Regions from separate parts of the Mus musculus genome. Here regions 1, 2, 4 and 5 are each linked to region 3. The links are chromatin contacts, called in public HiChIP or PLAC-seq maps. All regions are on one chromosome and are shown on one strand. Each heading gives the region's core, a stretch centred on a gene start, on an enhancer-like site or on the middle of the called end of the contact. The rest is flanking DNA. Distances are from core to core; before and after follow the strand shown. Region 1 holds the start of C130026L21Rik (RIKEN cDNA C130026L21 gene). Region 2 has its middle 9.6 kb from the start of Gm36223. Region 3 has its middle 13 kb from the start of Gm30032. Region 4 overlaps Pitpnb (phosphatidylinositol transfer protein, beta). Region 5 has its middle 24 kb from the start of Mn1.

What was found. HiChIP or PLAC-seq counts read pairs in DNA pulled down with a chosen protein or histone mark.
Region 1: a contact with region 3 is called in an H3K4me3 HiChIP or PLAC-seq map of embryonic forebrain, with 6 times the contacts expected there. The contact joins the promoter of C130026L21Rik here to the enhancer-like site in region 3. A contact is called at or near these places in 15 of 39 promoter capture datasets (the 3T3-L1 cell line, 3T3-L1-derived adipocytes, the HPC-7 cell line and 10 more), 2 of 484 Hi-C or Micro-C datasets (cortical neurons and cranial neural crest), 8 of 115 datasets of contacts at active chromatin or transcription factors (T-cell acute lymphoblastic leukemia, craniofacial prominence, embryonic basal ganglia and 5 more) and 1 of 9 other capture datasets (embryonic stem cells).
Region 2: an H3K4me3 HiChIP or PLAC-seq map of embryonic basal ganglia shows a contact between it and region 3, with 4 times the contacts expected there. The contact joins two enhancer-like sites. A contact is called at or near these places in 5 of 115 datasets of contacts at active chromatin or transcription factors (T-cell acute lymphoblastic leukemia, craniofacial prominence, embryonic basal ganglia and 2 more).
Region 4: an H3K4me3 HiChIP or PLAC-seq map of embryonic basal ganglia shows a contact between it and region 3, with 6 times the contacts expected there. The contact joins two enhancer-like sites. A contact is called at or near these places in 1 of 484 Hi-C or Micro-C datasets (adipose-derived mesenchymal stem cells) and 3 of 115 datasets of contacts at active chromatin or transcription factors (astrocytes, differentiating embryonic stem cells and embryonic basal ganglia).
Region 5: a contact with region 3 is called in an H3K4me3 HiChIP or PLAC-seq map of embryonic basal ganglia, with 7 times the contacts expected there. The contact joins two enhancer-like sites. A contact is called at or near these places in 1 of 15 datasets of contacts at CTCF or cohesin (the NIH/3T3 cell line), 6 of 484 Hi-C or Micro-C datasets (B cells, the CH12 cell line, cerebral cortex and 3 more), 11 of 115 datasets of contacts at active chromatin or transcription factors (craniofacial prominence, embryonic basal ganglia, embryonic brain and 7 more) and 1 of 9 other capture datasets (embryonic trunk).

Annotation. Positions count from the first base shown.
Region 1 is chr5:111,580,135-111,585,192 of GRCm38.p6, reverse strand. It overlaps C130026L21Rik (RIKEN cDNA C130026L21 gene), which reads right to left and starts at 3,632. Exons shown (of 4, transcript NR_015546.2): 1 at 3,323-3,632; 2 at 2,897-3,014; 3 at 2,683-2,772.
Region 2 is chr5:111,516,607-111,521,065 of GRCm38.p6, reverse strand. No RefSeq gene overlaps it. Among named protein-coding and RNA genes, the nearest start is that of Gm36223, 9.6 kb to the right of the region's middle. Within about 2 kb of position 1,370, at least 50 of the 459 cell types and tissues checked have an H3K27ac peak or open chromatin away from gene starts, as enhancers often do. A contact at or near this core is called in embryonic basal ganglia, where this site is marked.
Region 3 is chr5:112,132,060-112,136,717 of GRCm38.p6, reverse strand. No RefSeq gene overlaps it. Among named protein-coding and RNA genes, the nearest start is that of Gm30032, 13 kb to the right of the region's middle. Within about 2 kb of position 2,832, at least 54 of the 459 cell types and tissues checked have an H3K27ac peak or open chromatin away from gene starts, as enhancers often do. A contact at or near this core is called in embryonic basal ganglia, embryonic brain, embryonic forebrain and 2 more, where this site is marked.
Region 4 is chr5:111,366,946-111,371,773 of GRCm38.p6, reverse strand. It overlaps Pitpnb (phosphatidylinositol transfer protein, beta), which reads right to left. Exons shown (of 12, transcript NM_019640.5): 8 at 385-462. Among named protein-coding and RNA genes, the nearest start is that of Gm36027, 13 kb to the right of the region's middle. Within about 2 kb of position 3,018, at least 33 of the 459 cell types and tissues checked have an H3K27ac peak or open chromatin away from gene starts, as enhancers often do. A contact at or near this core is called in embryonic basal ganglia, where this site is marked.
Region 5 is chr5:111,391,102-111,395,937 of GRCm38.p6, reverse strand. No RefSeq gene overlaps it. Among named protein-coding and RNA genes, the nearest start is that of Mn1, 24 kb to the left of the region's middle. Within about 2 kb of position 1,932, at least 85 of the 459 cell types and tissues checked have an H3K27ac peak or open chromatin away from gene starts, as enhancers often do. A contact at or near this core is called in embryonic basal ganglia and embryonic brain, where this site is marked.

The sequences.
Region 1 (5,058 bases), core at 2,383-4,882, 550 kb after region 3:
GTTAAGGAGTCCTTCAAGCTACCTAAGGCAGACCTGGGGTCTGGAGCCAAAACCCAGGCTCTTCTCCTTTACCCACTGTGTCACACAGAAGCGGTTGCACTAGGTGGGGGCATGGGTTCAAGTAGAGCCTCCCCGTCTTAAGGGTCACCATCCAGAAAATCAGCCTCTCGGTATGGTTCTCTGAATAGATTGGTGCACTGTGATCAGAAGATATACATGAGAAGGGGACTGAGGCTGGAGGTGCGTTGCAAGGCTTCCTGGAGTAGTCACCATATAAGGCCCAAAGCCAACAGTTGTGATGGCAGTATTTACCAGAAGGTTCCCAGGAAATGTGTGAACTGACTCCAAAACAATGTTTTCTTGGATCTTCGATGTCTGACCAAACAACCTACAACACAGTGTTCTGCCTCTCAACAGCTGCACTCCAGACACACTGGCCTTCCTCCCACAGCATGGTCTTGGATCTATCTGCCCCAGGGCCTTTACACATGCTGCTTCCCCCAGAACAGCATTTTCCACCTTTCATATCATCAGCTTCCTCTGATCTTTGGATTTTAAACGAAAAGTCTTCTCAGAGATACCTTCCCTGATCATCCCTCTGGTGCAAATTTAGTCACCTCCCAGTTATTCAAGTTTACTTCCAAGGAGAAAAATCTACATCCATGATACAGCTGTGTCTTGGTTTGTTTGACCCATCTTCCCCTTAGTATTGTGGGTGCCTTAGGGCAAAGGATGTGAACACCTGCTCCAGTGGCTGCTTTGCCTCAGCACCCAACATGCAGAAGACACACAATATAGACCTAGATAGATGGATGGGTGGATGCATGGATGGATGGATGAATGACTGAATGAATGGGTGGGTGGATGGGTGGATGGGTGGATGGATGGACAGTTGAGTGGATGGATGTTTGTATGGATGATGGATGAATGAGTGAGTGGGCAGGTGGGTGGATATGTGGGTGGGTGGATGGATGGATGGACAGATGGATGGGTAGATGAATGGATAAGTAGGTAGGTGGTGAATGGATGAATGGGTAGGTAGATGGATGGATGAATGGATGGACAGATGAGTGGATGGATGGACAGACAAGTGGATGGATGGATTGGTGGATGGATAGCTAGATGGATGGATGGACAGATGGACAGATGGATGAATGGATGTAGAGATGAGTGGATTGAAGGACGCATGCAAGAATAGGTGAATAGATAGGTGAATGCAAGTATGGCTGGGTAAGTGGGTGGGTGGATAAATTTATGGATTGGTAGATGAACGGATAGATGGCTACTGCATTATAAATACCACCTTTAGGCAGAGGACTTGGACACCTAACTTTCTTTGTACGACTGTGAGAAATCAAGTCTGGTAACATGAGGTACGACGAGGTGAAGGGACAGGACTATTATCACCTGCTCTACGATAGAGGGAATTGGGGATGGCTTCCCAGAGATGAATTTCTTCTCAACCTTAATGTTGCTAGGAGCCAGTGAGGCTGAGGTAACAGCACCCACAGGGTGGGCTCTTCCATGCGGGGTGTTTTACCCAGAGTGGCCCTTACTCCACTGTTTGTGACGAGAAGGTAAATGGTTAAGATGAAGGTAGCTGGAGATGTCACAGTTGCTAAAAGCATTGGCTGCTCTTCCAAAGGGCCAGGGCTTAATTTCCAGTACCTATATAGCAGCTTACCACCGTCTAACCCCAGTCCCAGAGGCTCTGATGTCCCCTATTGGCTTTGGGGAGCACCAAGCATGCATGCAGTGCATAGACAAACACAGGCAAAATGCCCATACACATAAAACAAAAATAAATAAATCTTTAAAACAATGCTGATCCTTAGGCACCAACCTAATGAGCTGGAACCTTTAAGGCCCTCCAGAACATCTGCATTCTCATGTGCTATCCCAGCAGTCTCTGAGCCCAAAACCCAGTCTCTTTTTGTTAGTCAGGAACCAGCAGTCCAACTGAGCCAAGGAGCAAGCTGCCAACAAGCCGTCCATATGTATGCCCACAGACCAAGCTTGCTCTTGGTCCTTGAGGTGGGGATAAGCTCAGCCTTTCCTCCAAGACTCAAAATCAATCAATCAATCTCTCTCCTCCACCACCTTCCTTGGCAGTTCCAAAGAATCTGAGCTGACCCCATCCTTTAAGCCCTGCTAAGTCATGGTGACCCTGTTCCTCATGGGCTGCTGAGTCACCGCCAGAAACCTGTAAACTCAGTCCAAGCATCATTCACAGGAGGTAGGAGATGCAAGAGCATGAGTTAGTTTTTTGGTTTTTGTTTTGTTTTGTTTTTTGAGAGAGAGAGAGAGATCTGTATGACTGACTTTGACGTTTCTGCCTCTGGCAGCCATTTATTGTCTTGTGAGGTAGACAATCGTCCAACTGTCAACAAACACACATCATCAACATCACAGCTACACATCATCATCTTCGCTGCACGTGCCAGAATTCCCATGGAGAGGCTGGGAGCTCCCCCAGCTCTGAGTACCCACCACACAGGGGCAGACAATCCTCCAGTGTCCCAGATAGAGAATCTGGTGAGCTGAATGACTGGCCCCATGAGAAACTGAGACAGAAGGAAGAATCTAGAGCCTGTGGGAAGCCAGTGGGGCAAGCCACTGTTTTTTGTCCAGAGCCTCAGTTTTCCCTCTGTAGAATGGGTGTCCACCCTGATCCTGTCTTACCGAATATGATGTCCTGGTGCCATTTCCAGTAGCCCTCCTCTGGTGTCACTGCAGCTCCCTGAAGATCCTATGGGGGAACCAAATTTCTGCCTATTGGACACAGAGTAAGGCAGATAGACACAAGATACGGTTGACTTGTGAGGCCAGATATCAGAAGAACCATCCCAGCCTCTGCCTCCCTCTTCTGGGTAGCTGCAGCCACTTCAGGACCCACCAGAGACGGATGCAGAGGCCTCCACCCACAGAAACTGCACGAGCTAATACCGAGTTATCGCTGCTTCCCGGTAACGAGTCTCAAGTCTCGGGGCTGTTTGTTTCACAGTTACAGACAGCTGACACACAGAGAGAAATGGATAGAAACACACCAAAATACGATCATCAATCCTTGGTATTTACTGTTCCTGGGTGCCAGCCAGACTCTGCTCATGATTTCTGCTCATTCCCTGGGTACACACCAACATAGAGTTGCTTCACAGATGAGCAAAGTGTGCCCAGAAACAGGGAGCTACTTGCCCAAGGGCACACAGCCTGATAGGGATGTTAGCAGGTCTATCAGTCTCTGAATTGCAGCACACTCTGCATTCCAAGCGAGGATATGGACTCCCCGCCACCACCACCCCCGCCCCCGCATTAGTGTTACCTTCTAATGGGGTGTTTTTCCCTGTGGGGAAGACATAAATGTCCGTGTGTCGGCAATCCTTCGGGGCAAGTCAGCAGAGACCTCAGCATCAGGGACTTCTCGGATGGTAGCAGGGAGCCACGTGCTGGAGAAAAGCCCAGACCCTGGAGGGAATCTCAGGAACTTAGCAAGGATGGCTGGGCTGCTGTCTGCCGGAGCCGCAGGGGTTAAAGAGAAAGGCTGGTTTGAAGAAATTCTCTAAGCTGGTGTTAGATCAGGAGGAGAAGGCAAAACGCTTGTAAATTCCACCCGGGGAATTGGGCCCCGAATCGGCTCACCTTTCGTGGACACCCCCGCAGCCCCCGCCCCGCCTGAGAGGACAGCTGACCTTTGGAGGGAAATAATGAAAAGAAGAAATTCCTTGGAGAAAATAATGTGTCCGGGCCTCAGTAATGAGATCGGCTCCTTTCATGTTGCCATGGCGACGGCAGTCATCTTATAATACAAACCCATGAATGGTCCGGGCGGGCAGCCTCACAGCCGAGGGGCCAGGGAGGGGGTTAGCCTCTTGCAGGCTGGGGTCAGGGGCCACCGGGCCTCATTTCCCCGAGATGCAGCCTGGCTCCGGGGTCTCCGGGGCTGGGGGCTTGGGCCTAGCTGACAGTTGCACCACAGCCCTGGGTTCACGGGAACTTTGCAGCCTGATGCTGGCGGCACCTTCTTGGCTAAGCAGCCGCTGCAACCCACATGCGGGGTTACTCTGCAGCTGCTGCCTAAGGGAGACACGGGAGCTTCACTGTCAGATCAGGAAACTGAGGCACAGGTCGCAAAATGAGCTCCTCCTGGTTCAGTTCTTAGGCCACAGCTATGTGTGGTCCAGACCACTGTTGGGCCGGGACCTCTCGGCAGCAGGGAAGTGGTTAGAGGCTGAAAAGATGCTCCTCTCAGACTGACAGGACTATGGAGGACCACCTGTGTGTGAAAACACACTGGGCTGGGCTAGCCTGGTGGCAGAGCACCATGTGACACTCATAAAACCCTGGGTTCCATCGCCCAGAGCCTCCCTATGATTGACATCTGACAAGTTACAGCTGCCGTTTGTCAGTGGAATGGGGCTGGAGAGCTCAGTGGTCACATAGATTTTTTTTTTTCTTGCAAGCATGAGAAGGCAGAATGGATGCCCAGAACCCAGGCAGGACCCAACGCAAGAACAAGGATTTGCCAGCCCAGGGATCTTGCCCAGTGATGGGAGGCAGAGACAGGAGGGTCCCTGGAAGTTCTATGGCCAGCTAGCTAGAGTACACACAGCACATAAGAGGACCTGTTAAAATAAGGTTGAGGGTGAGGATTGAGACCTGAGGTTGTCCACTGATCTCCACACCTATGCCACAGCACACTTACACACGTGAACACACACATCACACTCATATACATACATACATACATACATACATACATACATGTACGCAAATGTTTAAAGTGTGTGCATGTATGTAACAGCAGGAAGGATGGTGCACAGGGAAAAGTCTCTGTTAGAACTAAACCAAAGTACAGTGTAAGCCTCAGCAGCGTGGTGCCCACACCCCTGCGCTGCCCTGCACTTTGCGTGGGCGGTGCTCTTCCTTTAGGGTTGAGGGTACTCTGCCTAGATGGGTTATTGCAGCTCAAGGACACTGCGGGAGACAGAGAACACTGTCTGAAAGCAGACTCACGGGACACACAGGTGAGGCAGGGGGTCTTCAGGAGGGAGGCCTAGA
Region 2 (4,459 bases), core at 121-2,620, 610 kb after region 3:
TATATACAAACACACACTCACACTTATAGTACACACTCATGCACACACATATGCATACATATATGTATATACTCACACAAATATATACTTAAACATACATGCACATACACTCATGCACACACATATACATATATACATACACACACATATACACAGACATACATGCACATACACTCACACATACATAGTTACACATACATACACATGCACTCATGCACACACATACACATATATACATACACACATATACACATATATACTCAAACATACACTCATGCACACACATACACATGCACTCATGCATACACATATATACATACAGAAACACATATACACATACATGCATATGAACACACACACACATACTTCTTGTACCATGCTGTCATCTAGAACCTAGAAGAGGAAAGAGTTTTGGTGTGTACTGAAGAGCCAAGATAGAATTCTGAGTGGATCAGAACAGAGACCAAAGAGAGTCATGTAGTCAGAAACAGGGTGCAGGTTTTAATGTGACCACCCCAAGTGACCTCAACAATCTTGCTTACAGAAGGTCTGCTGGAACAGGAATGGTGCCAGGGGCTCCTCAGTGAGCAGTAGTGTGGAAGGAGAGGACAACAAAGCATGGGCCGAAGACTGTCCTTGGGCCTCCATGTCCTCATCTGTAAAATGGGCATAGATGCAAGGCACAAAGGACATCAGGGCTGGGCCAGGTGCTAGACTCATTCCATACAGTGAAATCAGACCAGAGCAAATGGAACCAGCTTCTGGTGGTAGAGTCTACCACCCTGGGAAAACTGAGGCCCAGAGACAGAGGTTAGATGGATACAAGCTGATCTCACAAAGGAGGGAATGGCAGGCAAGCCTTCTGCTTATATTTGACAGCTGTGTCACCCCCACCAGGGGCCCCAACAGACACAAGAAGGGAGCAAGAGGTGAGGGCCACCAATGGGCCTGCAGCATCCACACCCTTAAGCTCCCCACAAGCTCAGGATGCTACTGAGAAATAGCCATGTCCCAGAGGGGGAAACAGAGGCACACATCTCAGTCACCTGCAGAGATCCCAGAGCCAAGTGTGTGACAAGGCTGGGCCTGCAGCCAGTGCTGACACTTCTGGGATCCCTCTGCAGCCGGCCCGGCCCTCTGTCACTAGCTTCCCTAGTGTCCAACTCCAGACAGTGGTGTTTCCTCCCTTCCTGCCCAGATGGTGACTGTCGCTTTGTCCTGAGGGTGTCCTCCTTTTGCTCTGCTTTCTCTGGCTTTCTTTCTTTCTTTCTCTCCCCCAGCCGCAATTGGAAGGACAGAGAAGCAATTCCCTGGATGGCAGGAGCAAACAAAAGGGGCGGCTGTCAGCTAGTCCCAGGGCCCTGCCACCCAGAGCTGGGGATATGGAAATGAGCTGGTGCATATGCAAATGAGACTCCTGGTGATTTGCATGGGGCTGCAGAATAAAGTGGAAGAAGGCGGTGGGAGGCTGTCAAGTTCTGCCAGCCCCTCCGTGGGGCCTCTTCTTGGTACTTGGCCTCTGCAGATAACCTCCCTAGGGACAGCCTCTCTGAATGCTGGTCCTTTACAGTACGAAGGATCTGGGCAGCTGTAGGGCTTCCTCCTTCCTATCTGGGTAAATAAATCGAATTTTCTGTTTATTGCCTCGTTGTGCCAACATGCTGCTGGTTGGGTGTTTTATGAAATGCAGAGAGAAGTCTGAGATGGTGCTTAGTGAAATGGTGGACCATGAGGGACACTCAGAGCAGGTGCTATAGACAGCAAATATACAGAGGAGCCTCCTCCTGCCCAGGCTGAGAATCCAAGGCAGCTTTGATGTGCTCTGGATGATGTGTGTGCAGAGTACTGGGGCAGGGGTGGGGGGAGTCAGGCTCCAAGGGCCCTCTCAGCAGGGCCTGGCTGGGTGGAGGATGGGTAAGGGGATGAAAGAGAAAAATAAATAAGGAAAAGAGCTTGAAGGATGGCTGGATGCATGGGTGCAGAGATGCTCGGATGATCAAACACCATGGCCAAAGCAACATGGGGAGCCAAGGTTTATTTGGCTTAGGCTTCCACATCACTGTTCATCCCCAAAAGCAATAACAGCAGGAACCTGGAGGCAGGAGCTGATGCAGAGGCCATGGAAGGGTGCTGCTTACTGACTTGCTCCTCATGGCTTGCTTATCCTACTTTCTGATAGAACCCAGGACTGCCAGGCCAGGACAATACTGCCCACAAGGCTGAACTCCCAGGGTTTGTCCCAGGCTCTTGACTTGAAAATGGGTCTGGCAATCCCAATCCCAAGGACCTCTCTGCTAGTAGCTCAGCGGAGACAAAGAGGAGCACAGGCTTCCTCAGCACCCTACACAAAGAGCATAAATGCCTAAGTGTGTAAGCTGGCCTTTTCTGTCAGTGAGCCAAGATCATCAGTGAGATGCCCGGAGGCTCACAGGAAAGCATGGATACTTTCTCCTTAGTGAGATAAAATACTTGACAAAGGCAACGTAAAAGAGAAAGGATGTATTTCAACTCACAGGTCCAGAGGGATACAGTGTATTGTCGCAAGGAAGGCCTGGTGGCTGGAACAGGAGGCTGGTTGGTCACATGACATCCACAGTCCAAATACACAGAGAGGAATATTGCTGCTCAACTCCCTCTCTCCATTCCTGTAGTCCAGGACTCCAATCAGGCAAAGGTGGCACCCACAGCGAGTAGATCTTCCCACCTCAGTTAATGTAATTGAGATAATCCCTATAGGCATACCCAGAGGCCCACCTCCCAGGTGATTCTAGATTCTGTTAAACTGGCAACTAGCACTGGCCATCACAGTGGGTGTATAACCCTGGCACAAGATGAAGTTATTATCCACACTGTGTCTACATAGAATATAACATCAGGACACAGCTGCTGCTCCAGCCATGTGCTGAACAGTTTTGTATCAACTTGACATAAAGCTAAAGTGATCTGAGAGGAGAAAGCCTGGAGTAAGAAAATGCATCCGTGAGCCAGCACTTGGGAGGCAGAGACGGTGTACCTCTGTGAGTTCAAGGCCAGCTTGGTCTACAGAGAGAGTTCCAGGAGAGCCAGGGCTACAGGGAGAAACTCTAGGGGAAGGAGAGTGTAGACACAAAACAAAACAAAACAAAACAAAACAAAACAAAACAAAACAAAACCAAACACAAAACCAAACAAACAAAAAATGCCTCCATTAAGATTAGCCTGTAGGCAAGCCTATAGGGAATTTTCTTAATTATTGATTGATGGGGGAGGGCCCAGCCCATTGTGGGTGGAGCCAACCCTGGGCTGGTGGTCCTGGGTTCTATAAGAAAGCAGGCTGAGCAAGCCATGGGGAGCAAGCCAGTAAGCAGCACCCCTCCATGGCCTCTGCATCAGCTCCTGCCTCCAGGTTCCTGCCCTGCTTGAGTTTCCACCCTGACTTCCTTCAGTGATGGACTATGATGTGGAAGTACAAGCTAAACAAACCCTTTCTCCCTAAGTTGCTTTGGTCATGGTATTCACCACGACAATAGTAACCCTAAGACACTTCTGCAGCAGCCCCTCCCCTCACACGGATACTGACAGGTACCTACTGAGACACTGTCTGTGAAGCCCAAGCTAACAGAATCTCAGGACCTGTCTTCAATACCACAGGGTAGTGAAGACACCACACACACGGCTCCCCACCCCTACCCTGCCTCCTACCTGGGAATCAGAGAGCCTGTCTGTAGACTTGTGCTGGGAAATCTCACCATCCTCAGAAAAGTATTTATGTTCAAACAGACTCCACTCTGTCACATACATCCTGTTTCCTCTCTTCAGAGACCCCACCATGCTGTCTGTTCCCAATATTAGGGGCATGAATGCCCCTCACAGCTGCTGGCATACTTTTGCCTCTCTGTATGTATGTTCACGTCATTAATAATCCTATTCCTTACCCCGTTCGAACTGTCATAGCAGCTGTGTGGGTCTTAGACCTGGTCCCCTCTGGCTTCCTCCTGCTGGAAAAATTCTGCAAGGTCCCTATCTACAAATTGTGTGGGTGACAGACAGCATCAGCAGACAGGAGATCCAGCGCCATCTGGTATACCTAGAATCTTGGCTGCTCTTCTTTCGCTGTGTCTATATTACCTATATAGATAATCTTGGGAAAGGGGGATTCTTTTTAATTTGAAAATTCAGTTGATTATAGCGGGTATGTTGGGAGAGGAAATGCCTGCTAGGAAGAGCAAGAGACACAGGAAGTGGCCATGGTAACACAGCCTCAAGGAACTCCACACTGACCCCAGTTACCTACCTCTTCCAAAGAGGTTCTTCAGTCTTCTTAGCCACACAGCACAGTGCCACCCCCTGGGGTCCAGTCAAATTATAGACCCAAAACTCCCCTGTGATGTCCAGGGAGGGGGTGATGCTAAAAGGACCTGAGAATTACTTCTCTTCTGTGAACCTCACTTTTTGCATCCATGAAATGGACCTTAGATAA
Region 3 (4,658 bases), core at 1,583-4,082:
CAGTATCCAGATCCAGCCCGCGGCGGGGGGGGGGGGGGGGGGCCCACTCCACTCTCAGCTCTTCCGTGGCTCCCCGCGGTGCCTGGGTGTCCAAGAGCCTGAGAACCGGCCGCCCCTGGCCTTCTTGCAGCCCCCCCCCCCCCAGCCAGTTTCGGCTGACCAGAGCCTCACATTGTACTTCCCCACCTCAGGAGCAGTATCCAGGGGCTGCCCTACAGCCCCAGTGTGGGGTAAGTGCGATCAACTTCCCACATCTTGCCTCCCCAAGCGAGTGGTGGAGCCCCGAGGCAGAGCAGACGCAGGACCTTAGACCACTACTGTAAGACCTCTGGCAAGTCTCTGAACACCTCTGACCCTCGGGGTTCTCATCTAGAAAGAGCTTGTGATGACCAGATGCATCCTTGTCTGTCTTCGCAATTCCCTCTGGGATGTGCAGCTCTACCCACTCCCCCACGAAGTGGAATTCATTCCCTTATTTCCTGATTATGGGATGTCTTTGTGACACTCTGGCAGTAAAATGTGTCATAAATAGGGCTGGGAATGTGGCTCAGTCTGTAAAAGCACTTCCATATAAGTATGGGGACCTGAGTTTGGTGCCCAGAACTGATATAAATAGCTGGTGATGTGTACTTGTGCTCCCCCCCCCCACCCCGCCCGCCCAGTGCTGGGGCAGCAGAGACAGGAAGATTCCTAGAGTTTGCTGGTTATTTGGCCTAGCTACTTGGTAAGCTCCAGGCCAACAAGAGACCCTGTCTCACAAACCAAGGGAAGTGGTCCTGAGGAACACACCTGAGGTTGTGTTCTGCATGCATGTGCACATACATGTATATCCGTGCGCACCTATACTCACAGGAATGAGGCAGAAATGGCAGATTGTCTGTCCTGAGCCTATACCCCTTGATGCTTCACAAACTCCTTCTTTCCCTGTGGTTCCTGCCACACATTCTTGCCTGCTGGAGACTGGGAACCACATGACACAGATGTGAGTTAGTCATCCAAGGCCCCTCTCAAACTTCCCACTTCTAGCTGGCCCCAGACCATCCAGACCTTCTAGCCAATCTCAGATATAGTGGCCCACCCAGACAGTCTAGACTCTTGGCACTCAGAAAAGCCACTGAGTACTAATTAGCCATGTACTAGTGAGTGACAATGAGTAAACAGATGTTGCTTAATACTGCCAGATACTGGGTCATTTTGTTACACAGCAGTAGCTAGCAGCTACACCTCTATCATGAAGACTTGCCTCGAGGACCAAGTATAACTGTGTGAGAAACAATGTTGCTGTGTGTGGAACCCTGACTCTGCCTGGCCTTATGCTCAGATGTGGGAAGAGTCCAAATGTGTGCCTTCAAGGGCAGAGCATCCCAGTGCCTCACACACAGGGCCTGGTGTCTATGCATTGGCTGTTGGATACTATTGAGCCTGAGACTCTTAAGCCTTCCTCTGGCTTGGGTGTGGGTTCGAACTATGTGTCTAGAGGCTCTGGTGTCTCCGTTGCCCAGGGTTAATTGGGAGGCAGACTTTCTTGTGGTAGAGCTGTGTTAGACCAAGGCAGGGCAGGCAATGGAATGTGGGCCAACCTCAGCCCATGTGTGAATACAGACTCTGAGGTCCCAGCTCAGCCCTTGAGTCAGAGAGAACATTGTAACCAAAGTCCAGTGGGTTTGTGTGCCTGGGTTCCAGTGCACACCAGTTTATCCACAACACACCCTGCCCCATACACACAGACAAAGCTAGCTATGCTAAGGGACTGGTAGGCATGTAAAACATTTCCAATCCAGTGCAGAAGGACACTTTGGTAAGATACAGTACAAACAGCTAACAACTACAGACTTTAAATGGGAAATCAAACCCTTGCTCCATGCCTTTGCTCTGAGGGTGGATTTGATAGATGTGGTATTGCTATCTGCCACACCCTGGTTCCCTTCCCCTATAGGTCTCTCTCTGTGACAGGGCACAGTTAGCCAGCACCAGGTGTCATGGCCCCGCTCTGCACACCACCACGCTGGCATACACAGTGGTGGTGCAGCAGACAGCACGAGCCATGCGGAGCTGTGTTTGACATTGTCGACTGGGAAAGACGCTGGCCTTGGGCCGCACTCAGCAAACTGCTGGCTGGTGATTCTCCTCTTCTTTCTCAGCCTCCTGAGGACTATGACCATAGGTTTATGCCACCAAATCTGGCTCAGTAATACTTAAAACAAACTTTCCTCCATTTCCTGGGTAGGTAATGGGGGCCCAGAGACGTTAAGTTACTTGCCCAAGGCCGCTTAACACACTGGTGGCGTAACCTGAGTCCATTTGTTTGAACATTTCAAGGCAGGGGATTGGAAAGGAAGGCATGTCAGCAAGCGACACGCAGAGGACATTGTACCCTGTACTCTGCGTGAGTGACAGCTGTCAAGGAGCCAGGCACAGGGGAGGGCTCTGGCGTCTCCATAGCCGTCTTTTATGGGAAGCTGGCATCTTAGAATCTTTACCAGCTCAGGGCTGGGAGGGTCTCCATGGCCCTACTGTGTGTGATGCAGAGCCTGCCCTCCTATCCATCCGTGCTGCCAGGGCACAGGGCCAAGCTCAATTCACTGGGGCCCTCTCTCTTCCTTTCCTGTCCCTAGAGCTCTAGGGGCCCAGCAGAGAGGCCTAGGGTCTGGCAGGCTGGGTGAGGGCTTGTTATCCACAGGCTGATGGCTGCCACTGAAGACTGCCCGAGGACATCCAGGCGGGAGCTGTTTCTGAGGCCTGCTGTGCCCGGAGAGCTGGCTGCCAGTGTCTGTGCCCAGGGTCCGTGTGCTTCTTCACTGACTCATTAATCCTGATTAACAGAAAAAGGCAGCAGGCGGGGGCCCTCTTAACAGGCAAGCGGCGGCTGGCGTGCTTTCACCAAGCACAGTGGTGCCCAGGAGACTCAACATCGATGAATTATTCAAACCAGCCAAGGCAGGGAAACCCAAAGACATGGCGTGGTGGCACCTGCCCCCGTCCTGCCCCCGGGGCTGCTGTACCCTGCATCTTGGGGCACAGGCCCAGGGCTCCTTGGTGACTGTGCTCCGACCCCTCCTTCTCAGATGGAAGTTGAATTTGCAATTGATTGTTCCCAAGTGCCTTAGAGGTCTAGTAATGGATCCAAAATGACATTTCCCACCTGCCGGTCCCCGGGGGACACTGAAAAGGGTTTGTGGATGGGCCTATGATGGAGAATGTGACAGGGGAGGCTCAGAAGAGGGATGCATGTGTGTATGCATGTATACATGCATGTGTGTGTATGTATGAACATATGTATGTATGTGTGTATACATGCATGTGCTTGTATGTGTACGCATGCTATGTGCATGTGTGTTTGTGTGTCTGTATGTATACATGCATGTGTGTATGGGTGCCTATTGGTGTACACGTTTGTGTGTGTGTACACATGTTTGTGTGTGTATGTGCATGTACACATGCACATGTGTTATAAGTATGTAATCGTCTTTTTTTGGTAATGTGTCTACACATACGCACATGTGTTATATGTATGTACACATGCATGTGTGTGTATGTGTATATGTCACACAGTAGCAGCAATGCCTGGAATGTTAGGAGAGGAACCGCCCAGGGCCCAGAATAGAATACCACACCAATGGGCTGAGGGAGTATTTGGAGAATACAAGGGGTAAACTGAGGTTGGAAGGGGGACAGGCACCTGCCCCAAGTTGCTAAGTAACTGAAAACCATGGAGCTGGGCTCACAGCCCAGGCTGATTTGTCCCCAGCAGACTGACCCATGGCTGGGCACAGGCAGTGTGCCAGGCCTTGAGTGAAGGGTTTTGTTCCCTGGCATCTTCATGATTCCTATATTGATTCCCATGAGGAAGTGGAGTTCACAGAGACTGTGCCTCAAGGTAGGCTGGAGAGAGGCAGCCTTGAGTGCAGAGTGGTCCTGTGGGGTGCTGGGCCTACATTGAAGTTAGTGGCTCTGGGCCTCCCTGTATGCCAGGAATACAGTCAGTGAAACAGCCCTCCTGCCCAGACTGGGCATGCTGGGGCTCATGCTGCCACCTCCCTTCTGTCCCCAGACATGTGGGTGTAATCAAGTTTTCTTTTTTTTTTTTGTAATCGACTTTTCTAAAACTGTCTTTATAGCACCCATGGCATTTGGGGAGTTTGAACAAAGGCCCGAGAAGAGATTTCTGGACAAAGGGTGCAGAGGACCTGGATGTCTGGGCGCAAAACTAGTCCCTCCCAGGATGCCTGCTGTTAGCTGTGAGCAGGGTTGAGCATCCACAAGGCTTTCCTGAGTAGAGGCAGAAGCTGCTAATGGGTTGGAGTCGGGATGGGGCCTCTGAGCCCAACCGTGATGTGAAAGGACAGTGGTGACAGAAGTTTGGGGCTTGGCGAGCCTGTCACTGTGTAAGCCATTTACTCCTGAGCACACGTCAGGAGGTCGGCACCCCCAGGGCTGGCACCACCAGTGTCAGCATCCCTGGGGCCAGCATCCCCAAGGCTGGCACCCCTGGGGTCCCCTGGGGTCCCCTGGGGTCCGTATAGTGTTCATTTCTCAGAGGAGGAGACTGAAGCTCAGAGAAAAAGCTCAGGGGGAATAAAAGAGAGAGGATTTGAACCTGGGGTGTGTGACACCTAAGTGGGGTGCACTGTGCCTGGAGTATCTCTGTCTAGTCTTGA
Region 4 (4,828 bases), core at 1,769-4,268, 770 kb after region 3:
AAGGAAACACCTGGGTGAGGGGAGAACTTGTTTACAGTTGATACAGACTAGACCCTACTATAAACCTTCAATTAACATGGATTCTGTCCCGTCTGGAGTCAGGAGAAGACATCACAGTCACCAGGATCACAGCACTTGCTTCTCTTCGTATTCCTCGGCACAGAGTGGCACACAGCACAGGGTGGCACACTGAGGGTGACAGCCTGGTTCTGCTCCGTTTGCTGATGCAGCACATACTCACAGGCCAACTGCAAATGGCCCTAAGTCTTTATCACAGACAAATCCCTCTGTGCAATTTAAACACCACCACCTCTTTAAGACCTGTAACCTAGCAATTGTTATGTTTGCAAGACTCTGCTTGTCAGCACGGTCAGCAGCCAGTACCTTCCAGTTAGGTCCCAGGGGTCCTCTCTTGGTCTTGACTGAATGGAATAATGCAGGGTCTTCATCAGCTTTGTAGTCCTGTAATGCAAAACAGTCAGAGATGAAGAAGAAAACCAGAGACCAGTCTTTCTGAAGCTAGAGCTGTATGTGTGTGTTTTGTGTGTGTGTATGTGTGTGTTTTACACACAGGGGAAGGTGTGTCCACATATAGTATTTGCAGTTTGCATCCCGTTACTTTTTAAACCTTTATCTCAACTATGCAATTACAAGTGTTGAACTCTGATAGAAGGCCACCAAGACAAGCTGTCCCCAGAAAGGACACATAGAGAGGAGCTGCCCTCAAGGGTCAGGGCAACCGGAGTCATTTCACTTGTCTGGGCACAACAGCACTGACTTCCATCGCTACCAGTTAGGTGAGTTCAAACCCCAACTTAGACCCGCATCATAAAATGCCAGTGTGCTTCCTCAAACTCAGGAAAGAAGTAAACTGATCAGGCCATCCCAAGACTTACACTCACAAGCACAAGTAAGCCATGCTAGCAAAAACAAGCCTATAAGCCTCTGAACCATTCTCTTCCAGGCAGAGGTTCAACATTAAAGCCAGAGAAGGGTCTATGTTCCCCCACATTGAAAAAGTGTCGTTATATTAAACAATCATCTCTTCCAGTACCATCTCACTCCATCAGAGTTCCCGTGGAACAGCTACCACACGATGATGAGGGCTAGAGCACAGGGCTGGTCCCTAAGGTCAGTCAAGCTGAAAGAGGCAGACAAGACAAGACAAAACAAAACAAAATCCCCAAGAATGTATCAACTACCAAAAGAGAAGAAAGAAAGTTCAGTCAGAATCAAAACCAAGCAGTGTCAGCCCAGAACTGATCCCTTACAAGAGACAAGTGCATCAGTCTTCATATTTAAAAGTAGAGAGAAAGGCATACCATGTTTAGGATATTTTAACAGTTAACTTCTAATCATCCATCTACTACCTAGAAGGCTGGCCATGATCTGCCCTCTTATTCTCTGAGTGAGAAGCCACACCCCTTTTCTCTTATGGACTGGGTACAACGTGGCTGTGGTCATAGCAGCCATGTTTTTCCTCAGCTGTAGGGACTGCATAGTAAATACCACACATTCTGACCATGAGCAGCCGACAAGTAAAGGCTAGACTACTATTCTATGTGTCACTAAGAAGACACAGAAGGCTAATGCATGTCACATCTGGGAGACAAACCTTGATTTTGGACGCATTAAAATGTGAAAGGAAAGAGGGAAACCGGACTTTAGAACTGAGGATGAAAAACTGGGGGGTGAGGGTAGGGACTGTGCAAACCTACTCACCTCCATAGAAAAACTCTATGTGAATCCACAATAAAGTGTACATGATTACCTCTAGCGTTGAATAAATAAAACCAATGGCACTAAATAAAGACAGTTCAGACACTAGGACAAGTCAACTTGTAAGAAGGGAGGACTCAGCTTAAATTCTGGTCAGGTTGGCCCCAGGAGACCAGTGAAGGTGAAGCTAAAGGAGGTCAGAAGGGCCAGGCCGCCACACCACACACCTACAGAACCCATCTGCAGTAGATTCAGAAACCAAAGGAACTGAAAACCTTGTGAAAATATCACTATAGATCCGACACACTATTCCATAAAGCACACCTGTGAACCTTTGCCATCAATTCCAGCCACAGGCTGCTTTTCTAAAACATACCATGAAGAGTACCACCCCGTGAGGAACAGACATGGCTTCCTACACCTGGACTTCAACCAGACTCTAAAAATACTTGTTCATTTTATGTGTGTGGGTGTTTTGCCTGTATGTGTATCTGTGCACTCCACGTATGTGCAATGCCCTTGGAGGCTTTAGGTCCCCGAAACTGGAGTTACAGAAGGTTGCAAGTCACTGCATGGTGGATGGGAATTGAACCCCGGTCCTCTGGAAGAGCTCTTAATGAACTCTTTGATCTTTGCCTTGGCTCACATGGCTATACCATACAGGGCAACCAAAGGTGTCCGCAATCTGGGGGGTGAACATTTGAAAAACCAAGATGTCAGTCTCAGCACCAGGGGTGTCCAAGTGGGTCTTTCTGAGACAGATACGTAGAATGAAACCTTCCCCTCTTTGCAGCCAACATTAAAGGCATTATACTGAGAGTGTAACATGACCCAATTATTGACAACAGCACTGTAGCCTGACAGGTGAGAATAATGCACCTTGTCAAAACCAAGACACTTTGCGTTTGCTAGTTTGAATCTGTAAATGTTTAATCAGTTGAATTAAGTAGCATAATATGAAAAGGTAGGAAGTGGATGTAGTTTTCACATCCTCAAGTTTTGTATTTCTATGATTAATTTTTTAAACAGTATCTTCTTGCTGCAGTTTTATTGTTGGGTGCCTGATTTGGTCTCTGGATTTGAAAACTGGTCGATTTATATCCGTATCACAACGGACAAATCTATTCCTTCATGTATGACAGTTTCAGCATACAGAATGCGACCTCAGCTACCAATTACAGCTGCAAATGAGCAATAGTGTGGAATGAGACAGCCTGCTGGCTTTGTTAGTACTCTGTCTCCTGTGGGATCCCAGGGGGAAGGGAGGCTCTGACGGAGAGAAGCCCCTGGCTCATGGTTTATTGTGCTTGCCACCAGCTGCAGACTTCTCATCTCATTAGTTCTTTTAGAATACTGTGGGTGAAGACAGCTGCAGTCTACTTCAGTCTCCAGCTCCTGGGTATTCTGAAGGCTGAATCTGCTATGCACTTTCTGTATAATCCTTGGGAAGAAAGAAAGCAAATTCACTAGGCCAAGGAAACGCACTTTAATAAAAAAAAGGGGGGGGGTTTAAAATCATGTTTAAATGGAGAAAAATCTTATTACTGAGGTGCATTGTGCTTAACATATTTTTGTGATCTAATTTTCATTACCTATACAATGCCCAGAGCCTGGTCAGGATAAGGGCCCGGTAAAAAGCATCATTATCTAGCTAGGCGCACCTTCCGAGACACTACTTGTTCCTCCAACAATAGTCCCAACGACACAAAAGCACAGCAGAATCAGCATAAGACTCGTCTGGATTAGTGCTAACCAACGCTGTGTCACTGACACTCTCATTTAAGTAAAAACGAAGGCGAATGGAAGCCAAGACCCCTCAGAGAACAAACTAAAGTATGATACGGTAAATCAGTGGATTAGTGCCTCCATGCCTCCGGAGTCCCAGAATGCAGTCATTAAATCCATATAAGGAACTGTTCAGCCCTGGTTCAGGAAAGCTGCGCTACCTCATGGGTACACATCTGTTACTTACTGCCACCCTCAACAGAGACCCTCAACAGAAACCAGATTAATTTTGAAGACAAAGAATATTATTTTTATGAATCTTTTAGCATAGTGGCTGTTCCCCAAAATGCAAGCATAAAACCTGTGCTGAGCCAACCTAAATATGTTCTTGAGCGCAGACTGAACTCCTGATTCTGAATGGGGAAGGGAGTGGGTGGTGAGCTTGACAGCTGGTGAAAAGTCAAGGTGAGCCTCAGACACCAGAGACGGCTCAGAGTGAGCCTGGGTCAGCTAGCACAGGTGAGGGTAAGCAGCAAGGAACAGCGACGCAAACACCAGCCTTAGCAACTCTTAGGACACCTGCTCAGGCAGACCAGGGCCCAGCCAGTGTAACAGGATGCCCAGGGGAATTTTACAAAGTGAATGCTAGGGTCCTGCAGCCTGCTACAAATGTTCTACTTTAGCATATAACGATTAATTAGGTGTCTATTCAAAGAGCTCAGAGATAATCACAAAGTTTGAAATGCATGGGCACTACTGTTCAGCTTAGCAAAGCTTGGGGAAAGGCTAAATAAAAACTGAAGGCAAATCGAGCACCCAACCTCTCAGCACTCCTTGACCCCTTTAAATACTCCAGTCCTTAGAAAACAGAAAATGAAAAGTCTCTGACCCCAGTGCTAACTGCCTGCCTGGAGCTGACAAAGCAGGCCAGCTGGCTGAAAAGTGTCTGCATTGAATGTTACTGTAGCAGGGAAGTAGCTCTGCTATATGGTATAATAGCAGAAAAGTAACATTTACTAACTTGTTTAAGAAACTGATTTCAACAGTTATTTTCCAATCAGCAGCTTTCTTTTCTGTTTTTAATTACATATCCCCAGTGACTCCTCACCCTTGCAGGTTCCCACAGAGTACCATTAATACAGTATAAGTAAATCTCATTAATTCAGGTCCTACCACCTTGGAATTTATAATCACTGGCATAGGGGCCTGGCTGAAGTTTATCTTTGCATGATCTATGAAAAAAAGATTTGCTACACAAATTAATAGAGTAACAAGATCTCAGGAGGGTTGTTTAAACAGTTCAGAAGTGTTTTAGAGCAATTCAGAAGGCTTCATTTGCATATAATTATTATGCTAATTACAAATCATTCTTATCTATTCATTA
Region 5 (4,836 bases), core at 683-3,182, 740 kb after region 3:
TTCCATCTGCACCGTACAGGCAGCCCCGAGCCACTGGAGATGGCATGCGGCTTTGAGTGTGATGGGTGGGGGGGCCGGCCTCTTGCTTTCTTGCCCACAGCCTCAGTTGCTGAGGAGCCTCTGAGATCTGCCTGCCTTATTGCACTGTGTTCCATCTGGAAACTTTCAGGGTCTTGTTTTTTTTTTTTTTTTTTTTTTTTTTTTAAACACACACACACACACACACACTCCACTTCTTTTGGTTATTTGAGAAAGGGCCTCCCTATGTTGATCTGGCTGGCCTGGAACTCACTACATAACTAAAGCCGGCCTCGGAGATCTGCCTGCTTCTACCCTGGGTTCAGGGATTAAAGGTGTGCGCCAATACACTTGGTTCTTACTAGCTCCTTTTAAGTCTAATTCCCATGTGTAGACTCTCTTTGATCTAATTTCTCATCAAGTCTTCCCTCTAAACCCAAAGGCACACGAGATGTCAGGCCATGGAGTCACTTGAGACTCACTACTGTGGTTGCCAAATTCATGGGCCCTGTCAGAGTCACCACAGAACACACCACAATGTAGGACTTTCAGAGTGAGCTCCAGAGGTTCTCTCTGCAGATCTAGAGTAGACAGGGCCATAGGGTAGGCAACTGTCTCAGTTTGCCCAGCTCTGAATGGTACAGAGGAGATAGGGGCTCAGCCAGAGCAGCCCTGGGTAAACTGGGTTGCTGGACCCATCTGGTACAGGGAGCCCTGAAGAGTCAGTACTCCCAGGTGGTGAGATGCAGGGCTTCAGGCTTCCCTGCACCACATGCTGAGACCCAGGAGGAGTCTAGGACAGGACGGAGCATACACACAGAGGCAGTCGATATTCCCCAGAGTGAAAGCAATTCCCCCCTACCCCAAGATCTGCCTCTGCATCCTTCAGCATAGCAGGTGAGCATGATCAGTAACAATTAAAAAGTGTTGATCAGCTCATCTGAGTGGGGACAGCAGACTTGTTGGTATTTCAGGGGCCAAGTTTCCCAGCAGCCCCCAGCTGGGCACAGCTGAGCTTTAGCTTCTGGGAGCTGCAGGGTATTTGGAATAAAGGCTCAACCTTGGAGAAGTATTAATGAAAATGTCACAGGCACTAAAGTCAAAGCAGATGTGAAGCCAGCTACACAGGCAGACCTAGCTGATAAGAAACAGCCCAGGAGAGAATAAAAACCTCTTGAGATTAGGTCAAGGACAGAAGGGGGGAGTAGGCACCCAGGGGTCCCCCCATGGCAACTCAGGGGAGCCTGTCGTTCCTGCAGAACAAGCTGACATTTCTGTGCTGCCGTGTTATATATTGACATCCCGACAGGGCAGCGTTTGGAGGCCTCCACATCAGCAAATAAATATTACGTCTCCATCTTCAGCTAAGCAGAGCTGTGGTGCATTCCTATTACTTCATGTGGATTAACCATCTGGAAGTTGAATCAAGCCACAGAGTAAAGAATGGGATCCAATTTTGCATTCACCAAAATAAGCCGTACTAGTCTCAATTTATGGCAGATGGTTATGCAGTCTCAGCGGGCCAAAGAATCTCTCTGCAAAAGAATAAAGTTCATGCCAATTACTGTAATAGGAACCGGTACAACAACTGTGTGAAGCTGACGAAGATCGCAGTGATCGCTGAACAGCTCGTAAACCGTGGGGGGGCCAGGGAGCAATGGGCACCCAGTTAATTCATTAAGATAACGGGAGAGACGAGAAAGCACATGCAGTCATAAAGCAGAAATGTTTCCTCGCAAAATGGGAGAGAGTTGAGAGGCTGTTGTTGGGTCACTCGAGCCACAGGCAGGGGGGAGGAAATGGTTAACGGCAGGAGGCACTCAAGCCAGGAATGGGTTAAATCCTGGGCTGCTCTGTTCCAGTCATTCAAAGCAGACCTGGTCTCAGAATCTGGCGTGAGGCCATTGTGGGTGGAGCCTGGGGGTGAGTGGCAAGAATGAACCGGTGGGAACATTGCAGGCTGCTGCCAGAGGGCCAGGCATACATGCACACCTTTGGGAAAGCGTCTTTGGCTGCAGCAAGCTCAATATGCCTGGATGTACCTGTCCATGGCAGTCTGGGGAGAACGGAGCACTGTATGGAAAGAACACTTTGAGTTCTCCCTGTGAGACTGGCTTCAGGTTACAGCACTGCCTGGCTCCTATACAATGGCCCAGTGTTTACATCTGTCTTTAGATGAAAACTGCTATACTCTTGTAACAGGGTGACCAACGGTCCCTGTTTGTCCATGACTGTCTTGGTTTTAGAGTCAAAGTCTGGCCTCCCAGGAATCCTTTGTCCTGGGCAATGCACGCTGGCTGGTGACTCTAGCTAAGAGCCCAACCAGGGCACGAAGTGTTGTTTTCATGTTTCCTTGTCACAGAGCCATGTCCCATGTTAGTGTCGACAATCCAGACTTTCACTGGCGGGACACCAAGGCTCAGAGGGGTCAAGCTTCATTTGGGGCCTATTGTTCAGTAACGGGGGTGGGTGGGCAGGCATCGGAGTACATGTGCGAGACGCCAAAGCCCTTCAGCCAGCATGGCCTCTGGCAGAGTGTGAGCAGACAGCTCCATGCTAAGACTCCGTGGTTTCAAGCACACTTGCAGGGCTCACTAGCAGGAGACGGGTAGCAACAGTAAGGCCTCCGAGCAAGCACAGGGTCACCATCTCATCCCAGCACTTCCCCACCTCCCAGCATCCTGAGATGATGGCTGCCGCATAGCTGAGCCTTGGGGTAGATCGCAATGAGATGTGAGATCTAGGGCAGTGAAGTCCCACCATGGACAGCACTAACATGCACAGATCCAGACCTCAACCTCATGAGTAGAAAAGCTGTGCCTGTCACTCAGTAGGGGCTGAGAGGAAGACTGGAATCCCAATAGATCCCATATTAACAGGATCCTGAATTCATGGCCCACTAGACCGCCAACAGATACTGTCCTCAGCCAGATAGGCAATGCTGGGCAGGAGTGTAGGGGAAGTGGTCTCTGGTGAAGTAGAACAGCCCTGACCTCAGGGTTGCTCCACCCGGGGATTTACAGGTCAGGCTCCCCTGACACCCCAACTGCTGTCAAGCACACTTAGAAGGAACACACCACAGGCTCCTGGAGACCCCTCATGTCCACAGCACTAACACAAAGCCAGCTGGAGGTTGGGGGGAAGACATGGTACTACTGAGGTAGGGGGCCTCAGTAGGGGGGCAGAGCAGTTACCACCCCTTCCATATTAGTGAGACCTCCGAGTGTGGAGTCTTAGGGTTTGCCTGCCACCATGGAGAAGCTCAGCTGTGCCTCAGAGGACTTTATGAGGAGACATTATGAAGATGTTGGTTATCAGAGGTGGCACATGCTGACAATCCAGCATGAAGTTGGATCTTTTGAGTTTGAGGCCAGCCTGGTCTACAGAACAGGGCTACACAGAGAAACCGTTGTCTCAAAATGCACGCACACACACACACACACACACCACACACACACACACACAGACACACACACACACACACAGACACACACACACACACACACACACACACACACACACACACGTGTGCGCGTGCACGCGCTGAGCGGCAAAGCTGTTCTGCTTTTATGCAATCCACATGCCTGAAGCTCTGCAACTGGAGATTGGAGTCTGGACAAGCAGGTGATCTGTGGGACCCTTGATCAGAAGGCAGTCTGCCTCCAGTTTTAGCAGATGTACAGACGGTAACACCTACCTTACAGACATCGTAAAGCTGCAAAACCAGTGTGGGGTCTCCTTGGACGGCCGGCATTGGAGTTGTTTTTGAAATCAGATGGGGCTGGTAAGATGGCTCAGCGGGTAAGAGCACTGATTGCTCTTCCAGAGGTTCTGAGTTCAAATCCCAGCAACAACATGGTGGCTCACAACCATTCGTAGTGACATATGACGCCCTCTTCTGGTGTCTAAAGACAATGTACTTACATATACTAAATAAATTCTAAAACAAACAAACAAATAAACAAACAACAACAAAAAAAAAAATCAGATGATGTCTTAAGAGAAACAACTGTGGGCAGAGATCTAAAAACCTTTTAGTGAGGTGTTACCCTGCCCACGTGGGGCCACACGCCTCACCCTGGGGTGGATGACGCCATACCTCTCTCTGTGATACCAAGGCTCTCTGCCTGCTCCAGGGGCAACATGAAGAGCTGTCTAAGACTGTGGTACCAAAATCTCAATGAACACCTTGGCCGTTTACAGAAAGCTCGCCAGACCCTGATCTGTGCAACCACCGTGACCACAGCTGTGCTGGGGCCTTTCACAGCTCCTCTCCTGCAAGGACTCATGGGACTGGAGGTTAGCTGGCACAAACTGGAGGGGAACCAGGCACAGCAGCACCTCTGGGTGGGTTACAAAGTAAGGGAGGTGCTCAGATGACTATAGCATTCAGAGATGCAGGGAGCCATCTTGCCATGGGCCATTCAGTCAAAGCTTCTGTTTTACATAAACATTAATGATCCGCTCCTGTAGGCCACGCCTCCATTCTGCTTCTCCAAGCCTTCCATGGTCTGAAGTGTAATATTATTTTACTATCAACATACAATAGAAGATCAACACACAGGCAACATGTGAGATGTTTGATAGCTTCTCAAAAACTAAAGCAAACCCCACCAGAAGCCACAGCACAAAGCCTAGGTCAACAAGTTGGGGGCATCACAGCACACGGCCGAGAATTTAATCAGCATCGTCATCATCTTCAATGGCTTCTATGAACTCACTGGTGTGCCACCCTGCAGCTCTGGGCTTGTGCTGGCTGGAAATGAAATGCTTGCAACTGTTTCTCCGAGTACCACAGATAGGGCAGCGTGCCAGCAC